Linked DNA regions of Mus musculus: regions 1 and 2 are each linked to region 3. The links are chromatin contacts, called in public Hi-C and promoter capture Hi-C maps. All regions are on one chromosome and are shown on one strand. The core of a region is the stretch at or near the end of the contact, and the rest is flanking DNA. Distances in the headings are between cores, read along the strand shown. Region 1 holds the start of Polr1e (polymerase (RNA) I polypeptide E). Region 2 holds the start of Fbxo10 (F-box protein 10). Region 3 holds the start of Rnf38 (ring finger protein 38).

Evidence for each region. Hi-C and Micro-C count contacts between places; a contact is called where the count stands out from the background. Capture Hi-C pulls out chosen DNA fragments and counts their contacts.
Region 1: a contact with region 3 is called in a Hi-C map of CD8 T cells, with 7 times the contacts expected there. The contact joins the promoter of Polr1e here to the promoter of Rnf38 in region 3. A contact is called at or near these places in 5 of 39 promoter capture datasets (hippocampal neurons, liver, pre-B cells and 1 more), 3 of 484 Hi-C or Micro-C datasets (CD4 T cells, CD8 T cells and uterus) and 3 of 115 datasets of contacts at active chromatin or transcription factors (astrocytes, forebrain and large pre-B cells).
Region 2: a promoter capture Hi-C map of liver shows a contact between it and region 3. The contact joins the promoter of Fbxo10 here to the promoter of Rnf38 in region 3. A contact is called at or near these places in 1 of 39 promoter capture datasets (pre-B cells) and 1 of 9 other capture datasets (liver).

What each region holds. Positions count from the first base shown.
Region 1 is chr4:45,016,105-45,020,153 of GRCm38.p6, reverse strand. Polr1e (polymerase (RNA) I polypeptide E) reads right to left here and starts at 1,545. Exons shown (of 12, transcript NM_022811.3): 1 at 1,362-1,545; 2 at 777-880. The coding sequence starts at 1,482.
Region 2 is chr4:45,081,517-45,085,877 of GRCm38.p6, reverse strand. It overlaps Fbxo10 (F-box protein 10), which reads left to right and starts at 1,274. Exons shown (of 11, transcript NM_001024142.1): 1 at 1,274-1,388.
Region 3 is chr4:44,231,803-44,236,086 of GRCm38.p6, reverse strand. Rnf38 (ring finger protein 38) reads left to right here and starts at 2,182. Exons shown (of 12, transcript NM_001379580.1): 1 at 2,182-2,544. The coding sequence starts at 2,280.

The DNA.
Region 1 (4,049 bases), core at 296-2,795, 780 kb before region 3:
TAACCCTGGCATCTACCCGGGAGAGACCAGAGATGCTAGTAAGCATCCTGTGGAGCTGGGTGGTGGTGGCACAGGCCTTTAATCCCAGATCCCTGCACTCAGGAGGCAGAGACAGGTAGATCTCTAAGTTCAAGGCCAACCCGAGCTGTACAAAGAAACCTTTGAAAAAACAAGCAAACAAACAAACAAAAAAACCATCACTCTGGGGTCACATTTGATTCACAAGCATCTGTAACCCCAGTTCTAGGGGATCCAATGCCCACTTCTGGCTTCCACTAGCTACACACACATTGTACATAGACAAAAATGAACAACACCCATACACATAAAATAGGGTTGAAGCTGAGCTCTGAACAGTGACCTCCCTAAGAGGTGCAAATCCCATGAAGATGCTTCCTTAGCCTGCGGCATGAGGACATGGTGAACGTTCAATAAGGTCATGTAGGGGGACAACTTATGAAGCCAGGGGTGGGTGGTGCTGCACACCTTTAATCCCAGCACTACGGAGTCAGAGACAGGTGGTGATTCTCTGAGTTCAAAGCCAGCCAGGTCTATATAGTAATTTCCAGGATAGCCAGGGCTACAGGAAGAAACCCTGTCTGGAAAGATAAAGCCCATATAAGTGAAAAGCCCAAAATCTTGCTCCTCAGTGGGGCCAGAGTCTCATTTGCTACTCCTCCTTTCCTCCCCCCCAGGCCAGGTCTCCCATGTCTGCCCACACCAAGAACCTTTTGAGGTCTGCAGAGCCCAGACCATCTGTACCAGCAAGCACTTACCACGATCCGGTGACTCCTCTGCCTGGGGTTTACTAAGTCGGTGCTGTTGTACAAGGTGAAGCGCATGTCGCCCGGATTCTGCAGCTTCCCATTGGAGAACTGGACTGTAAGAGTGTAAGCCAAGAATAAGAGGCGAGGACCAGCAGGGTATGGATGGGGAGACCTGCACTGTGGCTGGACGCCGGTAGTGAAGGCAAGGGAGCTTAAGTCCGACTTTCGGGGGGCGGGGGGGTATGAAGAAAGCCCTGGTCCAGTTCTAAAGAGGGAGATGGAGGAGGGGAGGGGAAGTGACCTCTGGGCAGGGGTTGTGACAAAAGAGAACGACTGAGGAAATGCCATTAACTGGCAAGAGAGGAAACTCTGCTCCGTAGAGGGGGGAAAAGGGCAAATGAGAGAGCTGTGGAGATGTCAGGTCCCTGGGCACTGCCCTGAGACGAGTCCGAAGTGGTGACGATAGATGAATGCGGAGGGAAAAGGTGATGGTGGCAGGGAACCTGTCCCGGCTGCAGGCAGTGGGCTACCGTGGTACCCAGACAGAAGCGGAAAGGATTACGCGGAACTCCGCTCCGGGTCGGCGGTCTTTACCCAGCACAGCTTTCTGCCTGTCGTCGGGCTCTCCACAGTACAGCCACCTTGCACTCTGTAGCGCCTCTGTCTCCGTGTCTCCAGCCTGGTCATCCATCCCAGGAGACTCCAGAGTAGCCATGAGCTCGCCGGTTCACACGCGGACTCAAAAACCGGAAGTGACATTCTAGGCCCCGCCCAGGGTACACCAGCAGTAAGGCCACGCCCCTCACTGGATCGCGTCCCCGCCCACTCTTTGGTTCTTTCCCTTGAGGATCACACCCTCCCCCTTGCAGGAGGATGCAGTAACTCCCCTTTCGTCTCGGACCTCCAGGAGAGCAGCTTCACTTTTGTGTTGTATTGCTCACCGCAGGCTCTAAGCTGTGGGACCAGTCACACCAAAATCTCCAGAACTGTGAACCAAAATAAAAGAAACCGTTCCTCTTTATGAGCTGTCTTCATTTTGTGTTGTTATTGTCGTTTAAGGCCGGCTATCACCATGTGTGTAATCCTGGTTGGTCTGGAACTCATTCTGTGAAACATAATGGCCTCAAATTCACGGAGATTAGACCACCAGCTTTGTCTCACATATTTTGTTAAGGTAATAGAAAAAAACTGACTAATGTAGGGTTTCTCCCTGAGTAATTTCAATGCAGCCACCCAAATAAGAGAGCTAACAGTGATTCAACCATGTAATCTTGTAGTATTCAATTTCCCCAACGGCCTTGATACTGCCTTTTCAGCTAAAAGAGCCTGTCAGAAACCGTGTTGCAGCCTTACACTTGTAATCCCAGCATTTAAGAGCAGGGCTGCCATGAATTTGAGGCAAGTTCAAGTGAGAACTGTCACACATACACACAAATTATACTTTGCTTCTAGCTGTCACAACTCTTTGGTTGGAAGGTTACACTTTCTTTGACTCTACCCAGTGATTTTCTATTGATTCTTTCCAGAAAGGAAAAAAGAATATAAAAGGACTTAGTTAACTAATTAGTCATCCCCCCTTCTGTCAGAATCTTTTCCATACTCAGTTTATTTGAGGTTAGTAATGAATGGTAGAGCCTATTAGAAACATTTCACTTTTTAAATTATTAATTTATTTGGGTCCCAAGAGGGAATGTATGGTAAAGCAAAACTGCTCATCTGGTGGTCAAGGATGAAAGGAGGAAGAAGGGACTGAGGTCTCTGTTCCTTTTGGGCTCAGGTTGTCTTCAAACTCCACTTGTTCTGTGCCTGAGGGTGACTCCCCATCCTCTTGCCAAGTGCTGAGATTACATACACACACCATCACACCCAGCCAGAAAGAAAGTTTATTTCATTTCTTTCACTTCTGCACCTCCAACTCCTGAAAGGTCCTGTAAAAAAAAAAAGTGGGGGGGGGGGGGACCTCAGCAAATGTTGAGTGAGAGGTCTGGAAAAAGCTCAGTGGATAAAGGCACTTGCTACCAAGTTTGATGGTCTTCCTAGGACCCACCTGGTGGAAGAAGAGAGCTTACTCGGTAGCATACATCTGCATGCACACACAAAATAAATCAATGTAAAATAAAATTTAAAAATGAGCGAATGAAGGAAAGGGTAGGTAATAGAGTAGACCAGGTCATCAATCCTTGGAGCCTAACTAAGTCAGGGAGCGCACCTCAGAAATACTAATGTTCTTGCAACAAGTTAGCATAGGGTTTATACATAATAGATACTATGTATATGTTCACTGGCTACATAAAAATGGACACTTGTATGGAAGTTAAGAGGTGCCAAAGAGGGCTGGAGAGATGGCTCAACCGGTAAGAGCACTGACTGCTCCTCTGAAGGTCCTGAGTTCAAATCCCAGCAACCACATAAGCTCTGATGCCCTCTTCTGGTGTGTCTAAAGACAGCTACAGTGTACTTCCTTATAGTAATAAATAACTCTTTGGGCTGGAGCAAACGGGGCCAGCAAGAGGAGCAAGCAGAGGTCCTGAGTTCAATTCCCAGAAACCAAGTGATGGCGTCTCGACCCCTCTCTAGCACAGGGACACTATGGCTTTGCTATTCAAAGCACCATGGTCCTTGAAATGGTGAAATGGCAACATCACTACCTGGGGTTACTCTGTGCCTGAGGGTGACTATGATCTCCCCACCCCACCCCCCCACCCCCGCCAAAAGTGCTGGGACTACATAAATGCACCATCACACCCAGCCAGAACGTTTCTTTCTTTTCTTTCACTTCTGAATCCATCAGATCATCTGGAAATCAGCATGTGAGGTGGGTATAGTTGAAAGTTGGGAAGCTCTGTTACACCAGAGTGGTTCCCTTTTGGGGCACCTCTTTGCCAGGATGGCATAGTCACTGGAAGTCCTCTGCACTGGCTGCTTTCTTACTGGTAAGAGAGTGAGGAGGATTCCCAGAATTACCACAGGCAAGGATGCAAAAGATAGAGATTCTGTCTGGGAAAAAGAAGGGTTACCCATGGGCCAGCTGGGTCAGAATTGTAGTGCATCCCAACGTTGCTCAATTAGCTGACAGTCGTCAAAAATACACGGACAACATACATATATGTATACATTAAATAATAACTGAATTGGGACAGAAAGAATGTTAGGAACCTTTTTCAAGTAGCAATCTAAAGTCAAAAATTTACAGTGGCCTTCTTTGGGATTAAAAGCATGAATTATTAAAAGTATGTAAAATTAGCCAGGCGTGGTGGCACACGCCTTTGATCCCAGCAGAGG
Region 2 (4,361 bases), core at 25-2,524, 850 kb before region 3:
ATTAGACGTGCGATCGGTTTGCCAAACGTAAGCGACGTCTAAGCATGGCCTTTCCACTACATCTGTGTGCTTGCTGAACAGCTCTCGGTCAGCATTCAATTGTTGGGTTTGGGTCTAGGTGTTTTGTTTGGGGTTTAAACAAATGAATCGTTGAAGGCTGGGATGTAGGGGGGTACAGGGGGTACAGGGGGGTAGCACTTGCTCAGCATGTGCAAGACCCTGAATTTGCCTTAACCACTGCATAAAACAACACCCCCCCCAAATTTGACTTTACTGCAAAACTGTCTCAGATCCGTGTGTGTGCCCCCATATCCACTTCCAGTACTTCAGGCCAGTCTCTACTTCTCTTGTCTTCTCAGCACAGAGTATCGAACACCTGCATTCTCCCCCTTCAATGGCTTCCTTTATCATGGCTTATGAAATACTGATGACCTCTAATACCCTTTTATCTAAGACCTCGGGATGGTGGGATACAGGGTTGGAGAGACAGCTTACTAGTCAGGAGGTTTATTGCTCTTGCAAAGGATCCACTTGGTGGCTCACAACTGTCTATATTCAAGTTCCAAGGGCTCCGGCTCCCTCTTCTGGCTTCCAGGGCCCCCTGTGTGCACATAAATCAGGTGCATAAAATACGCATAAAAGTAAAAAAAATCTACAAAAAAAATATTTTTTCTTAGGAGTCGTCTTGTCTCCCTCAGCGCAGGAGCTTTCTCTGGCCTCTTTCACATAGCTACTCTCATGAGGTCATCACATTCCTCAAACCCTAGTTTTCAACCAAAGAGCTCTTTTCATGTACTTCATATAATTTTAAATACATATGGACTTAAACAGCTTTTCCGGTTTATCCTCTCCGCCACAGAGTGGATTTCAGAACAGGAGCCACCACCGCTTTGTTCTCTTGGGCCCATAACTAGTAGTTGGTGCAACAGGTACTACACACATCATTTGCGTTGTGCCAAACGTTTTCCACACAACCCACCCATGGCCCCAAGTCCTTCCTGACTTCTAGCTGGGCTCAGGGTGACTCCAGCTCCTATGTGCTCATATGCACGGAGCCCAGGGTGCTGTTAGGCTATAGTGGTGATGGGAAGGATCCGCCCGCTTCCAGGCCCCTAGGAGCCTCCGGCAGTTCCCGCCCACGATGCTGTTCCCACCCCTTCGGAGGCCACGCTCGCCCTCCATCGCCGAGCCCCGCTCGCCCCGCCCTCCTTCCAGTCTCACGGCCGCGCGCGCTCGCAGGCCAGCCCTACACCCGCGTCACGTGACAGCCACCGGGGGCGGGGCTCGCGGCGAAGTCGGACCCCGCTGTGGCCGAGCGCCGCAGTCCTCCGGCAGCCCTGCGGCTTCCAGGGCGTCGCGGCCGCGGCCGGGCAGCGCCGCTCCCTGAGGTAAGAGGCGCAGGAAGGAGGCTTCTCGGGAGCCCGCGGATGCTCCAGGCTCACCGGCCGCTCGGTCCCTCCGTGGGCCCAGCGTTTGGCTGGGGTGCGGGGACCGGGCCTGGGGGCACTGCGGGAGGTGGGGGGCCTCGGCTGCCGGAGCTCCGGGAGAGCTGTGCCCCCGTCCGCCCCCACCCCGGACCCACCCGCGGTCGCCTCCAGCCCCAGGGCTTTGCAAGTGTCTGAGAGAATGAATGCGATTTTGCGGTTTGCTAGCCTTCACCTGGGATGCAGGAGAGAGCGTGCAGTCGCGCACCCAGTGGGTCTGGTTTTAACAAGTCGCGGAGACTCGGTTTCCGCAAATCTTTGAAGGAAGAGGGGACGACCCCCTGCCCGGCCTCCCTCCTGCACTGATGGCAGAGCCGTTTGGAGAGCCAGAACTCCGGAGTTGGTGTTAGTTCCATCCACCACCCACTAGCCAGGCAACCTTGAGCCACGTCGGTGGTGCTTCTGTTAAAAGTAGAGATGATGTAAATGAGCTAAATACCTAATAAAAAATGGAAAAAAAAAATAAATAAATAAAAGTAGAGATGAATTCTTCGGCCCGAGGTTGCTGTGAGGATTAAGCAGGAAACGTTGAGGACTCCTTAGAGAGCACTCTCCGTGTGAGCATTGTTAAAATAGCAATCTAGGAGTCCATGATAGACGTCTTTCTCGCAGTAAGCACACCGTCCTCTGTGAATGTGATTCTGAAAAATGTGTCGTTTTGGCTGAGGAGCCCTCTCCCCTTTCCCAGGCCCCCTTTGCCTTCTGTTTCATATTGGCATGTGAACCTGTTGTTCCTACCGAATGAGTCAGGCAGGATGGGAACGCTAATTTACTTGAGCAGATGGGTATCAGATTCCCTCTGAGGGGAAAGAAAACTGTCAGGCATGTGCTATCACAAAAAAAAAAAAAAAAAAAAAAAAAATACAGTAGGGTGATTGACTGTCTACTGGAAGATGCCTAGGAGCCCATGGAATCCAGCCGTCTCCTGCACACAGAGAAGCTAGACCAAGAACGAGGCCAGGACTTTGATTTTGCTCAGCCATCAACACTGTTGGCCTTGGGTAGTAGAAAGAATGCTTGAGCTTGCCTATGTTCTAACTCAACTGTTCGTTTATTCTGGCAACAAGATCCAGACAATGGTGTCTGCCCCCATGGAGCTGTTTGCATAGCTAGCTATGTTAGTTATATAAAAGTCTGTATGTGCACACACAGGTGTGTGTGTGTGTGTGTGCGCGCGCGCGTGTGCTCACGTGAGTCCATGTCTGTGTGTGTCTGTGCCCCTCTGCTGGTTTGCGGTATGTTTTATGATAACAATAAGCTTTCAGCTCCCAGAGAGCTGGCCTCATAGCATCTGGCCCCAGGAGACCAGCACACAGGAGAGGCTTGAATTGTTTCATGATCCCTGTCAGGTCTCCAGTCCTGGTGGAAGCTTGCTGAGATTTGGAGACGGGAGAAAATGGCACACTTTGTCAGAGCTTTTAGGAAAGGATTTCCTCTGGCTTGGAATGCCTGGATTTCTTTGTCTCTCTGGTCTCTGGCCTCTTATTGTTTTTAGATATCTAAAGAGAGCAGCCCTCAACACGGTGCCTTCATTTTGGTTTCCATGGTTATCAGGGGAATTACGTTTACATGATGGCACCGGTAGCTATTGAGCTGTGTGGCCAACCACCAGTCACTCGTCTGTCGTTCTGGCTTGTTTCGTTTTTTTTTTTTTTTCTTTTTCCAGTTGCAGTGCAGACATATTCTCCCTTTTCTTATTTCCTCCTTTCCTCCTGCTCTTCAACAAGTGACAGTGTGAAGAGGGATGGGATGGGAATGAGAGCCAATGAAATAAAGATAGACATGGGAGAATGTAGAATCCTTTTTTGGCCCATCCCATTGGTGGTGGTGATAATGGTGGCAGCAGTGGTGGTGGTGATGATGGTGGTGATGATGCAGATGCGGAGCTGTGGTATAAGACTAAGGGTATCGTCAGGTGCGAGGGTCAGGTCCGTGGACCTCTGGAAAGATGCAGATGGTGAATCAGCCTGAGCTCGCAGAGGCAGACAGACAGTGTCCTGGGCAACAAGAATGCCTCACCTGCTTTTCAAAGGAGATGAGAGAGAAACGTATTCCTTTAATGGGCCGCAGTCACAGAGGGATTACCACATAGCACAGTAGCATTCGTGCCCTGAGTTTCCATTAATGGATGAGCCGCCTCTCTTTTTTTGGGGGGGGGGGTGGGGGTGGGAGGGAGGTTTTGAGACAGGGTTTCTCTGTGTAGCCCTGGCTGTCCTGGAACTCACTCTGTAGACCAGGCTGGCCTCCAACTCAGAAATCCGCCTGCCTCTGCCTCCCAAGTGTTGGGATTAAAGGCGTGCGCCACTACTGTCCGGCTCGCTGTTCCTTCTCCAAGTCGCCTGTCCTGGGCTTTGTGTGAACGAGCTACGGATTCTCCTGTCAGCTTGGGGATTTGTTTCCCTACTCACCTAACGTAATGGGGTTGTTAACATAAAGGGGCACTAGAGTAACACCTGTGTATGAGCCATTTGTTTCGGGTGAGATGTTTAACCAGTGTGTCTAATCTCTCAAGTTGGCCACCTGACTGACACAGTCACATATTGGTTTATTTTTTTCTAGTATTCTGCCAAGTAATCCAAGGCCTTCATTAGTAAGGATTCTAAACTCTCTGGAGGCTTCTGTTGCCCAGAGGGGTCCTTCTTGTCACTCTCAGAGGAGAGAGAGCTGTGAGTGCTGCACCCAACTGTTATCTCTGACCGCCGTGTGATGTCACTGGAAGAGCTGCCCCGCACAGTCCAAGGATGTGTAGTAATTGCTGCTCAGTGTCCTTTAGGGACCAGATCCCTGTCAGTTAGTCGGATCCCTGCCAGTCAGATCCCTGCCAGTCAGTCGGATCCCTGCCAGTCAGTCAGATCCCTGCCAGTCAGTCAGATCCCT
Region 3 (4,284 bases), core at 933-3,432:
GGCTGACTAGACTACACTGCTAGTCTGTTCTTTCTCTTTAGGGTGGTCACTTAAGACATTTGCTCTAGCTTGGAGCTGTAAGAGATGACTCTGGGGTGTTGACTGTGGGGATAAAAAGAGACTAACCTGGCTGGGTGGTGGTGGCTCACGCCTTTAAGTCACAGCACTCAGGATACAGAGGCAGACAGATGAGTTCAAGGCCAGCCTGGTCTACAGCCTGAGTTCCAGGTCAGCCAGGGCTACACAGAGGAAACCCTGTTTTGAAAAACAAACAAAACAACAATAACAACAAAAACAGGGTAAACAATGCTCAAGATGGCTGCGATTCATGAAAGGGACGATGCCTCTGGACAGTAGTTTACAGATGTTCTTCAGTGGCCTTATTAGGATGGAGGCCCTGGCCTGAAAATACATTATCTGACTCTCCTGTGACAAGAAACTCAGGGATGAAATGCAGGAAAATTTAGGTCCTTTGGTCAAAGATAATCTCACTGTGTTTCAGTACAGCTTCCCCGAGCTGTCCTTCTTGGTGAACTACTCATCCTTAAGATCTTTTTTATTTTATTTTATTTTATTTTGGTTTTTCGAGACAGGGTTTCTCTGTATAGCCCTGGCTGTCCTGGAGCTCATTTTGTAGACCAGGCTGGCCTCGAACTCAGAAATCCGCCTGCCTCTGCCTCCTGAGTGCTGGGATTAAAGGCGTGTGCCACCACGTCCGGCTCTTAAGATCTTTAAAAGGTTTGTTGTTGTTGTGTGTGTGTGTGTGTGGTTTTTTTTTGTTTTGTTTTGTTTTTGTTTTTTGAGATAGGTTCTGTGTAGCTCAGAAATTTGACTACAAATATCTCAAGTGACCAAGAATGATCTTCTCTGATGCAATTATCATCCATAACTTCTAAGACTCTCTGACCTCCAAGGAGATTGCAAGCTCTCTGAAGGCCTGGACAATATCGTTATTATCGTCGTAGCTTCATTTCTGAGCACCGCTAATGACCGGATAGATGAAAGACAATGCATCATCTAGTGTCAACTGCGGACTTGGAAATGTCTGTTGCCAAAGATCGTCTGCTTTGCCCTCCCAGTCTTTCTTTGCATGGTGCAGGGAAAAAGCTGAGGCTAATTTTTATTAAAACAATCTAGCCAGCAGCTTAGCTGCACCCTTACCCACATGCCTGTACTTAGAGACTCTACTCAGCACATGGTTGGGTTTATTTTGCTCTTCCATGGATAACGCCGAGAGCCAGAGAATGATGGGAAGATAATCGGTTCAGCCGCCAACATCGCATTTGAGAAAAGAGGGCAGACCGGGGGGAGGGGGAATGATGGTGTTTTGAATCCTCAGAAATCTTCCCCAAATAATAGGAAAGCCTTCAGTACAGCTCCGAATGTTTCCTCACTTCGAAGCCTCTTCCTCTTCTGAGATTAGGCCCAGTTGCCTGGACGGCTTCCTGTCAGGGCTTTCCCGACAAGGGTATTTAAAGTGAGAAAGAGGAAGAGAAAGTCGGAGACAGGGGCGAGGACCACCGCTGAGTCGGACTGGCTTCTGCTGGGAATTCAAGATGGGTCTCCAGGACTCAGGGAAGGGCGCTCGTTCATCTCCAACTCTTGCGTCTCCGCCTCTGCGGTTCTCTAGGGCTCCGCGGAGACTGATCTATCACCAATCAGCCTCAGAAGCGAAGAGAGAGTTTCTTTCCTAAGTGTCTCAAAAGCACAAACTTTGAGGAGACAACCGGGAGGGAGGACCGACGTGCAGGGGGCAGAGGCAGGAAGCAAGCAGGCAGGCAGGCGCAGGGAAGGCAGAGGAACGCCCGGCAGGCTGAGGCTAACCGGGGCGGACCGGGGTACACTCCCCAGCGCAGACACCGCCCGAGGCAGCAGAGCGGCAGGGCCTGCGCAGCGGTCGGCCTGGCCTCCGAGGCCCGCGGCCGCGCCCCGGAGGCGGGCCGGGGGCGGGGCAGCACCGGGCTGGGGCGCAGATGCCGAGAGCTTTGGCCCGGGCCTCCCCGCTTGGGCGGGCCGCGGCTGCTGAGGATCCCCCTAGACGCCGCCCGGGAGCCACGGCCCGGAGCCCAGCGCTCATTGGCGGCGCGGCGCGGTCTCCCCGCCCCCCGGCGTCCCCGCCCCCTCCGCCGCCGCCGCCGCCGCGGCTCGGCTCCGCCTCCTGGCCCGCCGGGAGCCGCCTCCGTCGCCGCCACAGCCTCCTTCGCCGCCGGTCCGGGCCCAGCCAGCGCCCGCCGCGCCGGAGTCGAGTCGCAGTCCGAGCCGCTGCCCGCGGCCCCGCCATGAGCGGAAGCGCCGCCGCCGCGGTCGCGGTCGCCGCCGCCGCCGCCGCCTCAGCCGCCGCCGCCGCGCACTTCCAGCCTCGGTCGTCGTCTCCCAGGCCGGGGCCCGCCGAGCTCGGGCCCCCCCGCCGCCCGCGCCCCCCGCCGCCCCCGCCGCCGCCCCGGCCCGAGCCCATCACCGCCGGCCGCCTTAGCCCTCCGGGCCACGGGCCTCTTCGGAGCGGGGCGCAGGGTGTCGGTGCCTGCGGCAGAGCGCCCGGAGCAGGTACGGGGTCTGCCGGCGAGGCGGGGCGGGGCGGGGCGGGCTGTGCGGGGAGGGGTGAGGGTCAGTCCGGGGCAAGGGGTCCCGCGGAGAGGGAGGAGCCTTGCCCGCCACAGCTTTGTCCAGCCCGGGAGACCCCGGGAGCCCTGCTCCTCCGCCGGGCAGAGCGCCTCACAAAGCGTTTTCGCACCCGCTGGGCAGCCCCTTCCTGCGGGGTGGGCAGGGCAGGACCTCGTGAGGAATCGGCTCTGCCGGGGAGGAAACTGAGGCTTACCGGGGGAAGTGACTTGCCCAAGGTCACAAAGCCAGCTAGAGTCGTGTCTTGGCTGAGAACCAGGGCCACCCTGGAGCTGGCGCGGGCCGTCAGCCGAGGGGGCTGGGAGGAGGAGGCAGAGTCCCCAGCCCCTGAGTCTGGAGTGGTAGGAAGAAGGGGGTTGGGGCCTGCGCCCTGGCACACCCACCAGGGTAGCTAACCTATGCTAAGCTGACCAGGACAGGTAGGAAGGAGAAACAGGAGCTGCCTCGGGAGCTTAGTGCCCTGGGGAGCCGATTTTGGGAGCTGGAGCGAGCAGGACTCCTGCCGGGGGCGGGGAGGGGGATGTGCTCCGAGAGGGTTTTATTGAGGTAGTGGAGTAGAGCTTTGGAAACTTGACTCGGGGACCGTTTGGCCCTCTCCAGGTCAGCCTTCTCACTACTGCATAGGCTAAGCCAGCCCAGCGGGAATGAAAGGGAAGGAGGCCTGTTTATACAGTGTCTTTTTCCAGGAAATTGCCCGAGTTTTGTTTATGCCCGGAACAGAAATACATAACTGGTCCTGGTAAAAGCATGCATGCGACAGAAGGCCATCCGAGCCTTTTCTAGATGGTCTGGACTTAACACACTTGGAGAATTCTCTGAGGAAGAGCAGCTGTCCTAGAAGGGGGAAGGAAGTTGGGAGGGTTAGGACAACTCACCCTCCTGCCTGCTTTACAATTCAGGAGGAATCCATTCTTACTTGGGGTGATTAGGCGAGTTGCTTTTACTCTGCGTGCATCTTAGAAAAGGCGAGGGGATAATAATTATTTCCAGAGGAGAAAGCAATGGAAGGATAGCAGGCAATGAGGAAAGATCAGTAGAAGCTGTGGAATGGGGAAAAAGAGAGGGTATGTAGTTATTGTGGGGGAAGGGAGATAAAGGGATTGCTGAAGGGGAGGGAGGAGAGCAGATAGCTTAGAGAAAAAGACTGGGATGCTTCCAAAAGGCAAGCAAAGCAAATAGGGTAAGTTTGAAGTGAGCCTCTTCAAGCTGAGCGCTGTCTACAATATAGAGTTTTCCTATGGGTCTGACATAATTTTGTGTGTGGTTTTTTTTTTTTTTTTTTTTTTTGGTTTTGTTTTGGTAAGGACAGTTGTAATATGTTATAGACTCATGCTGCCCTTAACTTCACCTACTTTCTTCATTCTCATCCCTAAGGATACAGACCCTAGAGTGCCTAAGGTATTGTCTTGAAAGTAAGGCTTGACAAAAGAAGGAAGAGAAAGACTAATTAGCAAGTGAATTAATTAAGGCCTTTTCTCCAGATTGATTCCTTAAAGTCAGCTGTTTCTTTACTGTCCTGCACTGTACCTGAGCTTTCTGTCTTGGGTGCTGTTGGAAGGCTGCTTTGGGGTTGTGGTCCCAGCACTAGGAAGACTGAGGGATTAAGAGTTTCAGGCCAGCTGGTCACCGCAGCAAGTGGGAAGCCTGGTCAATTTAGGAAAAATC